Regions from separate parts of the Mus musculus genome. Here regions 2 and 3 are each linked to region 1. A link is a contact called in public Hi-C data. All regions are on one chromosome and are shown on one strand. Each heading gives the region's core, a stretch centred on a gene start, on an enhancer-like site or on the middle of the called end of the contact. The rest is flanking DNA. Distances are from core to core; before and after follow the strand shown.

Region 1 (4,471 bases), core at 771-3,270:
ACTTTCTCAAAGTTGGAATTCTGGTGTAGGTGAGACGACTTGCTCTCTATCGAGAGCTGAAGCAGGGGAAGAGGGGGGCTAGAAGAGGCTCTCCCAGGCTGCCCCCACCACTTTCCACACTGGCAATGGGACTCCATACATTTCTGCTCATAACTCTCTTGGGAGTATGTCCCAAGCTCCAGTTGAGCTAGCATGGCCAGAGCACCCCTCTGAAATCTCTAGTTTCACAGAAGTCTGTGATCCTGGTCTTAGCAATGACCTACCCAGGCCCCCTAGAGTTCCCCCAAAATCAGCACAGGCCCAGCAGACCAATGGAGAGCACTCTGGAGTGTGCCCGGGTGTCAAAGGTGCACACGCTAACCATCAGGTGAACACCAGTCAAAGAAAGCCTTGCTGCACAGACCAACAACCTGAGCTCCATGCCCTGAACCCAGAGAGGAGAGGTCCTCAACCTGTGCGGTGAGAACCTGAGGACCCATTAGCGGTTCACCTAAGACCACTGGCAAACACAGACGTTTACATTACAGTTCTTAACAGCAGCAAAATTACAGTTATGAAGTAGCGACAAAATAACTGTATGGCTGGGGGTCACCACAGCATGAGGTGTATTAAAGGGTTGTGGCAATAGGAAGGTTGAGGACCACTGCCAGAGAAGAAACAGATGTCCTCTAACCTCCAAAGACATGCATGCCCCTCTCTCTCTCTCTCTCTCTCTCTCTCTCTCTCTCACACACACACACAATAACAATAAACAGAGTAACAGAGTAATTTGTAAAAAAGAAAGAACAGTGCTCAGACAGAAGCTGAAAACAAACATCACCCATCCTGTGCGACTAAAGGTTACTACTGAGGATCTTATACAAGAAAACAAGACAAAAGACAAACAGGACGTTACATTGGGCCAACAGACATACCAGTCATGTTCAGGACTGAAGGCTTTGCATACTTATTATAAAAGCCCCTACCCAAGTCACAATCCCACTCAGACGTGGGGTAAGATTACCCCAACTTCCCACAGTGCGAAGGTAAGGGGAGACAAGCCAGAACCCTGATGTCAACCGTGAAATTACACAAGAACCCTGCAGCAGGGAGGACCTGGGGAAACCGCTTCCTCACACAGCCTGCCATCCCACAATCCCACTTGGAGAAGTGCAGGCTCACGAAGATGAACCACCCCAGAGGTTTTCACAAGATAGATGTAAATCCCCTGCATTTCTACAAAATGCACAAAGCAGTCTCCGGCGTGCTGTGGCCAGAAGACAGAAAAGGCTGAAGCCCACACACAGTCAGAGCACTAGCCTGTGTGACATGCAGGCAGTGGAATCCCTGATGTTCCCTTCACGGAACAGCAAGCCTCCAGGACACACACACACACACACACACACACACCAACAAGCCATTCAGGCTGAGTACCGTGATGTATGTACACGGACGTAAGGCCTTCAAATGGGACTGTGGCCGCTTTGCGTCCTCATTATTCCTGCACCGGGAGGGTGGGCTGTAGGTTTGGTTTAGGGGGACGGGGTCTGACATTTTTAAAAACAGGATCTCACTCTGCAGCCCTGGCCTGCTAGCTGTCTGGTTTTCTCACTCTGCAGCAGGCCTGGTTTGGAACTCCACACCATGCTCCTGCCTCGGCCAAGTGTCCGTACTAGGGGATGCACCCGCTCACCCTCGCGGCAGCGCCGTCTCCAGATGGTGTCCGTGTGCAAGATTCGGCGGAACCTGCTGCAGACCTGAGCCAGGCTGGGCAGGTCGGTGCCGGGCAGCGACGCGAAGATCTCCACGAGCAGCTCAGGCGGGAGCTCCAGCAGAGAGCAACGCGCCGGCCCCGCCTCGATGCGCTCCTCCTCGGGGTCCGTGTCCGCCTCACTGTCCGCCGCCGCAGTCTCGGCCGGGCCGCGGCGCTGCTGGCGGCGGCGGCACCCACGCGCGGGGCCCACGCCGCAGAGCCGAGCACACACCGCCATGCCCGTCACCACCGCGGAGGCGCGCACGCGGACGCGCACGCACAGCGCTCTGCGCAGGCGGCCAGGCAGCCGTAGTCCCGCTTGCAGGCTCCTCAAGCTCCACCCCAAGCGTGACCACGCCCTCCGACCCCAACCCCTCACACGCCCCCATGAAGACTCGCCCCGCCCCTAGACGCTCCCACCCTTCCAAGCCCCACCCAGACGCTTCGCCCCGCCCCTTGAGCAGTAGGCCCCGCCCTACGTGTTAGGTCCACGCCCTTGTATGGAGCCACACCCTATTTCCAGGCTCCGCCCCCAAAACGTTTGGCTAGAAACTTAGGACGCCCAGCTGCTCACTAAAAGAGGGTCGCCGGGTTCAGCTCCGGAAAGCCCCGCTCCTAGCATGACCACACCCCTCCCACAAGTCCCACCTCTGACCCCGTTTACAGGGTAGAACGAAGGGGTTTTACCTTAAGCAAGAAAACAATGCAGGATGCCCCGTGTGAGGATCGAACTCACGACCTTCAGATTATGAGACTGACGCGCTACCTACTGCGCTAACGAGGCTCCTTAGCAGCAAGCTCGCTGCCAGGGCCTTTGCACAGGTGGTGGCCTCGCCATGAACAAAATCTGGCAAGGGAAACCATAAACCAAAGCTACCGTCGCCTAGCAACACTACATCTAAACTAACTTGCCAAGATTACCTTGGTTGCAAAAGGAAAGGTCTGGTGCTCAGTGAGGTGGGAGTTCCTGGTGTCCCCAAACCTGCTCTCCAGCTCACATTGCCCCGCGCAGCACAAGGCGTCTAGAAACTTCCCTCTCAGGAAAAGAGTAGTCTGGGGTATCCTCCGCAGCTCTGCCCTTAATGACCCTATATAACAATATCGCCTATTTTTTATTATTAAAATTAACCGTTTGCGTGGCGGTCTCTCATCCCAACTTGGGGCTAGGGGATCAAGGCAGGAGGATCAGAATTACAAGGTCACTCTTGGCTACTTAGTGACTTTACGGCCAGCCTGGGCTACGTGAGACCCTGTGCCTCCTAGCAGTCCGCTCAGTAAATTATCCCAACAAGCAAACAGATATTACCTAATGCATTCGTTGATTGATTAACAATAGCATTAAGCAAAGGCTCCACTTGGTGGCCTGTAATCCTAGACCTTAGGGAGATGAGTCAGGAGGGTGGGGACTTTTCAGGACAACCTGAGCTATGCGGCAAGATTTCATGTAAAAAACAAAACAAAACAAAACAAAAAAGACTTAAATTACCTGATAATATTAACATCGTGTAAAAGTGTAGCTGAGCACACGCTGCCTCTTGTCCCCGTGTGTTAATGCCCACGGGGGAGGGTAAGCTCTTTGTGGGCATGTGGCTGAGACCCTAGACTGTCTGCTCCAAGATGAACCCTTCTGGTCTATCATTCATGGGCTGTCAATCAGCCTTCACTGAACAACTGTGAGAGGGGTGTGTGTGTGTGTGTGTGTGTGTGTGTGTGTGTAGATGCTGTAAACAAAATGCTGGCGAGTTCCGCATTGCTCATTCACTGTAAGCTATTCCCTGACCTCCTGGCCTCTCTGACTGCCCAGGTCACATTTCTCACATTCTAGCCCTGGCTTCTGTCTCACCTCCATTTGGTCCATCACCTCACTGGATTGGGGACGGGAGGGAGCGGGAGTGTGCCCTGAAGAACACAGTTCCCAATCTGTGGGGACCTCACACCCTTCTCCCCAGCTTCAAAACCACTCCTTCTAAGAAGCGTCCCATGTTGTCCCTCCGGGGACTATGCCAGAGCAAAGGTTATGGCTTATTATAAACACCAGTTGGATGTGGCAAGCAGCAGGTTGGGGGAGGGGGGTTTACTCTCCAAGCGAGCCTGTAAAATAAAAACAAACAAGGTGTCATGCTGAAGAATGAGGAACCTGAGGCCGAGAGGGAACAGAAGGTACTGGTGGTTGCATCAGCAACCTTTGCAGCTGGCAGAGGAGGCTGGGCACTACAGCGCTGGGCGTGCTTCCATTCCAAAGCGTGACACTTGCTCTGTTTACATCTTGGTCTATTGCAAATCAAAAACAAAGCCAGCCTCCGTGATGTGACGGCAAGCTCCAGTAATCCTAGCCCCATGGAGGAGAGAAGGTTAACATTAAAGTATAGGCTTAGCTAAGTTGAAAAGACTGAAAAGCAAACACTGTGTGAGCCTCCAGCTTGTCCAGGCTCTATCCCAGCAACCATTCCCCTTCGTTTTCCCAGACATTGAACACTATTCTTTCTGTTTGGTTGGTTGGCTTGGTTTTTGTGTGTTTGTTTTTCAAGACAGGGTTTCAGTGTAGCCCTGGCTGGCCTGGAACTCACACTATAGACTAGGCTGGCCTCCAAGTCAGTGATCCACCAGCCTCTGCCTCCAGAGTGCTGGGATTAAAGACGTGCGCCAGCACTGCCCAGGAAAGAGCATTCTTAAATTGTCTTCTCTTGTAAAATGTGCCATTTTAGCAAGATAGTTGGTCTTAGCCAGGTGTTGTGGCAC
Region 2 (4,118 bases), core at 540-3,039, 1.5 Mb after region 1:
AAAACTGCCCAGTTTTCTCAAGTGGGTGTAAAACTTCTCACGACTGCAGAAACCACTGTGAAACATGAGAACTATACACATGTAACTAGATTTCGGAGCATACAGCCTTCCTGTGAACCAGCTTAACCTTCACCAGTCTTCCAAACCCCAGACGAGCTTTCCAGAAACATAACAAAAACAGAAAAACCTACAGGAGCACCAGGTAAAGACAAGGCCTTGAGAAAAAAAATGAGACTCCACACCAAGCCACATACATAGGAACTGAACCGCACATCCGTCTGTGAAGGGGCTAGATCCATGTGGCAGGGCCAACCCTGCACACACGTACACACACACACGGGCGCGCGCGCGCACACACACACACGCACACACACACACACACACACGCACACACACTCTCGCAGCTACCGCCTTGCCAGGGGATGATGAAATGAGGAACGGAAATTAACATTTCAGGCAACGTCTCACATTGTTCCTTGAGGCCAAAGGCTGCTCCTGCAGCCGTCGCCTACACCGCTTTCCTCCCACTCTCCCCCCCGAGTCCCGCCTTCCCCTCCCCCAGACGCCCCCCGCCGCCCCGCATTCCTGCCCCCACTCGGGCCTGCGCGCCTCCGCACCCCGCAGCTCCAGGTCCCCGGCTCGCCCGCCCCCTCCGGCTCGGCTCGCAGCCCGAGGGCCGCCTGCTCCCATTTCAAAACACGATAATAATAGGGACGCTGGGAATAACAACTACCACCAGCCCGGCGACGGAGCCCCTCCCGAGGGTCAGAGGTCGGCGCCCCGCGCCACTGAGGACCCCAGGGACTCCCGGGAGCCCGCCGTCGTCCTCACAGCGTCCCGGGACCCACTAACGCACCATCGACCCTCGCTCAAGGCCCGCCCTCGGTCCTCACGGCCGCCACAGCCCACCCCGGAGCCCTTCCTTAGCCTCTCTCGGCCGCCCGACCCCCGGGACGCCCCGAGGCCGGCCTCGGAGCCCGCCCTCGGCCCCTCATGGTCGCTCGCAGGACCCCCGCGGCCCACCGACCGGCCTCTCGCGGCGCACGGCCCGCCCCGGGGCACCCGCGGCGGCGGGCAGCGGAGGAGGCCTGCAGGCCGCAAGGCCGCAGGAACGCCCGACGCCCTCCCCGACCACCACCCCCCAGGTCCCCGGCGCCTCTCACCCGGCTCCGAGGGCGACGCGGCTCCGCGGCGGAACGGCGGCGGGGCGCGGGCGCTGCCCATGCAGCCCGCGGCCGCGTTTCCCGGGCCGCGCGGCCCGGGCGGGAAGGCGGCGTCGGCGCGCGGGCTGGAGGCTGCGGCGAGTGCGGGGCCGGCGGGATGCAAGCCCGCCCTCGGCGTGCAGGAGCTCACGCGGGGCCGCGGCGCTCGCGCGGACGCTACTGCGGGGGCGTCTGGCCGCGGACTCCGCCGCGGCGCCTCCCCGGCTGGGGCCCTCGGTCCATCGCGCTCTGTCGCGGGCGGCCTCTGGCTCCAGGACCCAGCGGTGGCTGCGGCGGGCGCCGGCCGCATGAGAGCCTCCCGCCCATTGGCTCGCCGTATCCGCCACCGCCATTGGCCCGCCCCGCAGAGCGGCAGGGGCCGCTTACGTCACGTCGGAGAGGAAATGCGATGCCGGGGTGAAAGGGCTCAGACGGCCCGACGGCTTCCGTAACAGGCACGGGGCGGCGCTAGGGAGACGTCCGGGAATGATTGGCATCCGTGCGTAGGAGACCCAGGCGGAGAAAGCCGCTGGATTGGCTGACCTCCCTGCCACGGGACACGACGATTGGCCCTACTCGGTGCCGGAAGTGATGAGGCCGCGGTCTGGAAACAAGGTTGTTGTCGAAGGAGCCAGAAGGTGGGAGCCGGCTTGTACCGGCTGGCCTTGCGCTGCGGACGCGAGGTCGTGTGTCGCCTGTGAGCCTGTGTGAGCTTCGAGAATGTGTGTCTCTAGCCGGCAGGAGGCTCTTGCAGGAGCAAAGGCAGCCGGGATGATGGCCGCGAAGGAGAAAGGCGGCCTCGGCCCCCACCCGCGATCCGGCTCTTTCCTGGAGGTGTTCCTGGACTGCGCTTCGCTCCGAGTCCCGTGAGCCACGTTAGCAACCGGGATGTGGTGAGCTCCAGACTCTGCCCGGAGGTTTCCTTAGACACCGCGCGCGCTTCAGCCGCCTCCCTTCCCCGGCTCCAGAACTTCACCGCGATGGTTCATGAAACAACAACAACAACAAAAAAAAAGGTTGACGAACCTCAGAGCTAGGCAGCAAAGTCGCATCGTCATGTGCCTGATTGTTTGAATTTACAGAACGCGGAAAAAGTTTAATGATGGTTTGCGTTAGTAGTGATTTGGTTTGCAAACGAGCTAAAAATTCGAATCCCAGCGCTGTAGTGACCGAGACAGGCGTATCCGGAGCTCAGAGTACATTGTTGTGAACATTTCGAGTTCAAGATTTGAGTTCCATGAAACCTTTGTCTCAGAAAAATGCATAAAGTAATTGTGACGAGTCTGATATGTTGGTATAGGCTTTTTATCCCGGTACTTAGGCAGAGGCAGGCTGGATCTCTGAGTTCCGGGCCAGCTAGGGCTACACAGTGAAAGCCAATTTCATAATATAATAAAATATAAAATAACAAGTAACCAGGGCTGGAGAGATGGCTCGGCGGCTAAGAGCACGTGCTGCCCTTCTCGGCACCCACCTCAGACAGCTTCACAGCCACCTTCAGAGGACTTGACATCTTCTGACTTTTCAGGAACTCACACCCGAGTAGAGTACTCACACATATAGACTACATATAAATCTTTTAAAGTAAATGGGACCTGGGGAGATGACCTGTCGGTCAAAAGCACTCACTGGCTGCTCTTCCAGAGGATCTGGGTTCGATTCCCGGCATCTGTAACTCCTGTTCTAGAAGATCTAACATTGTCTAGGGGCTCCCCAAACATGCACTAGTACACATACATATACACAGAAAAAAAATACGCTTCTGCACAGAAAAAAATCTACAAAAAAAAAGTTTTAAGTAGTCAAACTTCCAGCCTTGTCCTATTTAAAGAGCATCTGTGTATTTGTGAACCAGAAAAGCTAAGTGACTAAAATCAATATTTATACTTCTTTGTTTTGTTTTGTTTTTGACTTTTGGGGTTTTGTTTGTTTGTTTGAGACAAGTTTTCTCTGTGGAGCCCTGGCCTTCCTGGAAATAGTTCTGTAGAGGGTTTGGGTGTTTTGTTTTGTTTGTCTGTATAAACAAAGTCTTTACAGAGCACAGATTATGAAATCATGGGATTGCACATCCCGGAGTGATGGGACCTTAGAGGTGACCTTTCTTCCCTATTTGAAGCAAATACAGAGTTTAGAGGACATGGTATGATAAAAACTGCCCTGCCCCTGTTCAAAATTCCAGCTTTGTGATGAGTAGCTGTCCTTGTAACCATGGACACTTCAACTTTTGGTTATTTTCCTGGGTAAACAGGAACAACAGATGGTGTCAATTTCATCAACATGGGACGAAGAGGATGTGAAACCTGTAAAATACATGAGCGCCTACATAAAGAAAAGCTGTCTGCTGGAGTGTACTGTGTGTATATTGTGTGGGAAGGCAGAGGACCTCTTTGTGGAGTTAGTTCTCTCCTTCGAACTTTAATGTTTCAAGGATCATAGACTCCAGGGCTGGAGAGATGGCTCGAGCGCTAGCTGCTCTTCCAGAAGTCCTGAGTTCAGTTCCCAGCAACCACATGGTGGCTCACAACCATCTCTGGTGAGTTCTGATGCCCTGTTCCGGTGTGTCTGAGGACAGCTACAGTGTACTCATATACATTAATAAATCTTTTTTAAAAATACTCATGTTTTACCTGCTGCTGTGCCATTGTCCCAGCCCAGAGATTTTTTTGTTTGTTTTTTTAAAAAAGTGGGCTAGAGCCGGGCATGGTGGCGCACACCTTTGCTTGGGAGGTATTGCGTCCCACTTGACCGGCAAGAAAGACGCAACAAACTGGAATCTTCCACGGCAAAAGCTTTATTGCTTACTTCTTCAGGAAGACCCCGAACCGGGAAAATGGCGCCGCTTTTATAGCCCACAGCGTGACGTTTCAGCACCTGATATGGCGTGACAGCTCCTCATTCGTTGCTCGCCCATCACCC
Region 3 (4,205 bases), core at 313-2,812, 1.5 Mb before region 1:
AGAGGAACATCTTGACCACCGGAGAACATAGCTACCAAGACACAGCCCAGCCTCCTCATTATCTAGCTCCTTGTGTCTCGTGTCTCAGCGCTTCATTTTCAGAGGGGCCACCGATATGATCTGAGTCATCCACCCTGAGTACTTCCTAGGTTGACACCAAGTTCACTTGTCTGTGGCTTGCAGAAGGTTCTTCCTCGTTTTTAAATGTCATGTCATCTGCCTCTGTCCAACTTCCTGAGGAGGTCAGAGGCCTATTAGAAGGCAGGGCAAATGCCACTAAATCTCATGAGGAGAAGTAGAGTTCCTCAATATGGAATGGGATCCCTTAGTGACTACATTTGTCTTCAGTGCTCCCCAACAGCTGTCTAGGTGAGGTCAGGGTTACAGAACTTGGTACCTAGTGCCATCTTCCTTCTCTGAAACAGGGGAGGGTTCCTTTAGCCCCGGCACTGTCCCCTCACATTCTACAACTTTTCTGAGCCTTATCTATAGTCTGTTGGACTCTGTTCAGAGCAGCTGTCCTTAGTGTCCACACAAGGATGAGGGCTAGCACCCACCCTTTCCCTCCAGAGCTGGCACCAAGTTCTCACACGCAGACGTCTAGGTGTGAGACCTTCTCCTGGGGTGGCCACGTGTCCCTAAACTTTCCAAGAACTTTAGCTCCCAGCCTTTCCTAAGGCTCTCTTAAACTTTCCCAAGAAGCCTTAGTTGGACAGATCTTCCCATCTGTTGTCAGCAAAGGGCAGGTGCTCGGTTACCACCATCTATATCATCTTCCTGATTGGCAGAACTCCAGCCCCCTGCCTAACCCTCAGGACTTCAGAAAAATCCCAGAAGTTCGGCCTTGGTTTTCTTTAGTTTTCCTTTTCCTCCCTGGTGCTGGGCATGGGAGTCAGGACCTTGACCACTCAGAGGCAGTGACCCGCCCCTGAGCTCCACCCCCCAGCCTCTTTGTTATTTCTTTATTGAAGAGATGTGGGAGAAGCTGAATGGCTGGACGTTGTGCTTACTCCTATTTATGAAAAGAGCCAAATCTACTGGCCTCTTAAAGACACGCCTTTCGGAAGACAAACGGGACTCAGCTGGCCACTCGCGCCTTCAAAGGCGTGTGGGTCCACGGGACCTACGCTGGGACTCTGCTACCCCAGGCCAGACCAGCCTCGAGGGTCACCTTCCTCTCCCAAACCACTTTTGCGCGCAAAAACGCCGCGACCTAGTCATCCTCTGCTGGAACTCTGTTCCTGAGCGAACCCGCGCGGCTGTCGGGAGGCGCAGGGACTAAGGGGCGCTCCCGCGCCTGCGTACAGGAGCTGAGCGAGGCCCGGCGCTCCCAGCAAAAGTGACAGCTCGCGAGTCACGTGGTGCTCTGGAGGCGTGGCTCCCGGCTTGCTCCAGAGAACTCGTACGTCACGCGGGGGAGGAGGGTGGGACTGGGCGTGGCGCCCCCTGTTGACTGACAACTCTCTCCGCGACACATCCAAAGGGCCCGACTGCTCGCGCGTCACGTGCACCTAAAGGGGCGGGGCGCTCCCGCTGACTGACAGCCCGCTCCGCCGCGCCTCAGAAGGACCCGGCACGGCTGGTCGCGCGGTGCATCCGCGGCAGCTGCAGACCCGACGGCGTCCTGCCCGCCCCCCTGCCCGGTCCCGCGGGCCGCCGCGGCGAGAGGGCCTCGGGCTGCGGTGCTGCGCTCGCGAGGGGCTGTGCGGCGTGGCTGCGCCGGGACCGGTGAGGAGGGGTCGCTGGCGGCGTGGGCGGGTCGGCTGGACGGCCGGTGCGGCGGGCAGGGCTGTCATTCTGCTGGTCTCAGTGGAGGGCCGCGAGCTGCTCAGAGGCCACGACCGCGCCGGAGCGGGCTGGGAAGGCTCGGACCCCGAGGCCGCTTCTAGGATTTGGGAAGACTCGGACCCAGTCATGCACGGGTCTGCGCTCGCCCGGAGTTGCAGGGTTGATGAGACGTGGGAAGGTGACAAGGGGAGGAGGAAGCAGGCTCGGCGGTCCAGTCCAGTGCCGCACACGGGTGCGACCTACGGAGTGAGCGGGAGCGCGGCTCTGCCGGCGCAGGTGCGCTGGCACGGGCTGGGCCCCCGACGTGGAGCTGTCCCGGTGGTGAGTCAGAGGTAGAGGTGAGCTGGCAGCTGGCAGGCCGGGCTACCCTCGCCCCAGCTGGGATCCAGCCTGTAACCCGATGCTGAGGTTCTGATTCATTCCCTTCGATCTGCCTCCCTCCCAAATCCTGAAAGCAGGACAGCGACACAGCATGAACCCCAAGACAGGGCAAAGAGGCTCGGGCATTAGTGAGCCGCATCCCTTCCCTCTTTTCCACACTGTGGTCAGAAGTAGGGATGTTTAGGCCTTTGAGGACCAAGATGGCAGATAAGCTGTTTTGACGGGCTCCGTGGAAAAAGTTGACACCTGGGATTTTCTTTTCCCCTCAAACACTGGTGATTTCTGGTTGGTGATGATGAGCTAGCTCAGTCTCTGTTGCAATCCAGAAGTTTCTTGGGATGGTTGTCTTTTGGATGGTCTGTGTCAGCTCATGTGGAGTGGACTCCTATCTCTTGAGAATGTCACAAGTATACGCGCATCACAAATCTTAAAGAAATTGAAGTGAGTTATCTCCGCAGATGCTAAATGCATTCTATCTTCATGGCAATGTTTGTTTCTTCCAAGGTAAGTGGTTTTAGAATAACCCCAAATGGCGCTGAGGGAGCTTCTCTGAGGACAGCCTCCCAACCCCCTGCGCCCCTAGAGAGCTATTGAGTGGGCAAGTCATGTGAATACCCCGGCTTTCTTTCCTTTTCTCCCTTCTTCGTCTTCCTTTCACAAGCGGAAAGTCATCGAGTTAAAAGGAAACGTCAAGGGGCTGAAGAGACGGTTCAGCCAGCCCTTGAGAGCATATTCTGATCTTTGAGAGCTCCAGAGTTCAGTTCCCAGCACCCACCTCAGGGGGCTCCCAGCCACCTGTAACCCTAGCCTCACAGAATCTGATGCTCTTTTCTCGCCTCCTCAAGCCCCTAGTCACACGCATACAAAAAAGTTAAACAATAAAAACAACTAAAAAATGAAATTTCAAAAGCCAGATGCAATGGTATAGACTTGTACTTACTATTAGTACTCCAGAAGCGGAGAAAAGAGTGTCATGGGTTCAAGGTCACCCTGGGCGGTATAACAAGACCACGTCTAAAGAGAGGAATGGAAAGCTGAATGACACCCCACTTCAGGATGACAATAGGAGAATGACTTCTCCTGTCACTCGGTTCTCTTGCTTTGGTAGCTTCCAGAGTACTTTCAACAGGATCTCCTTGTTCATCTCCACCATTAATTTGGGAGTGGCAAGTATCATTCCTCCTGTGACACAGATGAAGAAACCAAGCCTCGCTTGTCCAGGGCCACTTAACTGTTGGAGGCAAAGAAAGCTCCACAATACCTTTGTTGCTAAAAGTGCTGGGTATAGTAGCTCATCACCCAAGAGGACGTGAGATGGGCATGAGCAGCTACGCTTCCTGTTGGGCTGGAGGGCTGAGTGGAGTCTCCTTCTCTGCTCTCCTTGCCTCACTGACAGTCAGCAGGGCTGGCCAACCAGCATCACTATACTGTTACCTCTCCCTATACCCTCTGTGGCAACGCAGATTTGTTTCTAGGCTTTGAGAAAGCCAGTAGGAAGTGCATTGCAGAGTATCTTTGCTCAAGTGCTTAGTTTCCAAACAGGTCAGGTGTCCTCAACTGTGAAGCAAGACAGCATGGCCGGTCCAGGGAGACCTGCCCCAATGATTTTCTTTTCCATCTCCCGACCAGAGAGAAGCACGGTGAAATCCATGGAGCTGCTGCTGGCTCTGCTGCGTTCACCTAGATTTGGGATGTGGCATTGTTTGAGGTTTTGTGGCATTTTTTTTTCTATTTTTAGCATACACAGCTGCTCTTGTTAGGGAAGAACAAGCTTTTTATCCCATTCTCTAAATCTGGGCAGCACCACAGAACTGCAGGGGGTTACTTTATGGCTGTCTCTGCAGGTCAGTGGTTCAGGCCAGACCAAAAGCTAAAACAGTCGTGGGTACATGTATCAAAGCCAAGGTCCGACCTGAAAGGTTTCCTTTACTCCGTGCCTCCAGGGACTTTGTTCTTTTCTGGATAGCACATTTAATGAAGGTCACAGGAAGCCATCCAGAGAACTCATTGTAAGTTGCTACAGAGGTGCAGGTAAG

The links. A called contact is a pair of places that touch in the nucleus more often than the background predicts.
Region 2: a contact with region 1 is called in a Hi-C map of reprogramming fibroblasts, with 9 times the contacts expected there. The contact joins the promoter of 2810013P06Rik here to the promoter of Fbxo31 in region 1. A contact is called at or near these places in 1 of 39 promoter capture datasets (pre-B cells) and 1 of 484 Hi-C or Micro-C datasets (reprogramming fibroblasts).
Region 3: a Hi-C map of CD8 T cells shows a contact between it and region 1, with 3 times the contacts expected there. The contact joins the promoter of 6430548M08Rik here to the promoter of Fbxo31 in region 1. A contact is called at or near these places in 1 of 39 promoter capture datasets (pre-B cells), 5 of 484 Hi-C or Micro-C datasets (CD4 T cells, CD8 T cells and regulatory T cells), 1 of 115 datasets of contacts at active chromatin or transcription factors (astrocytes) and 1 of 9 other capture datasets (adipose tissue).

Annotation. Positions count from the first base shown.
Region 1 is chr8:121,576,786-121,581,256 of GRCm38.p6, forward strand. It overlaps Fbxo31 (F-box protein 31), which reads right to left and starts at 2,021. Exons shown (of 9, transcript NM_133765.4): 1 at 1,673-2,021. The coding sequence starts at 1,970. It overlaps n-TMcat17 (a tRNA gene), which reads right to left and starts at 2,516; the gene lies at 2,444-2,516.
Region 2 is chr8:123,040,786-123,044,903 of GRCm38.p6, forward strand. It overlaps 2810013P06Rik (RIKEN cDNA 2810013P06 gene), which reads left to right and starts at 1,790. Exons shown (of 1, transcript NR_045268.1): 1 at 1,790-3,817. It overlaps Ankrd11 (ankyrin repeat domain 11), which reads right to left and starts at 1,499. Exons shown (of 13, transcript NM_001081379.2): 1 at 1,164-1,499.
Region 3 is chr8:120,112,590-120,116,794 of GRCm38.p6, forward strand. It overlaps 6430548M08Rik (RIKEN cDNA 6430548M08 gene), which reads left to right and starts at 1,563. Exons shown (of 13, transcript NM_172286.4): 1 at 1,563-1,728.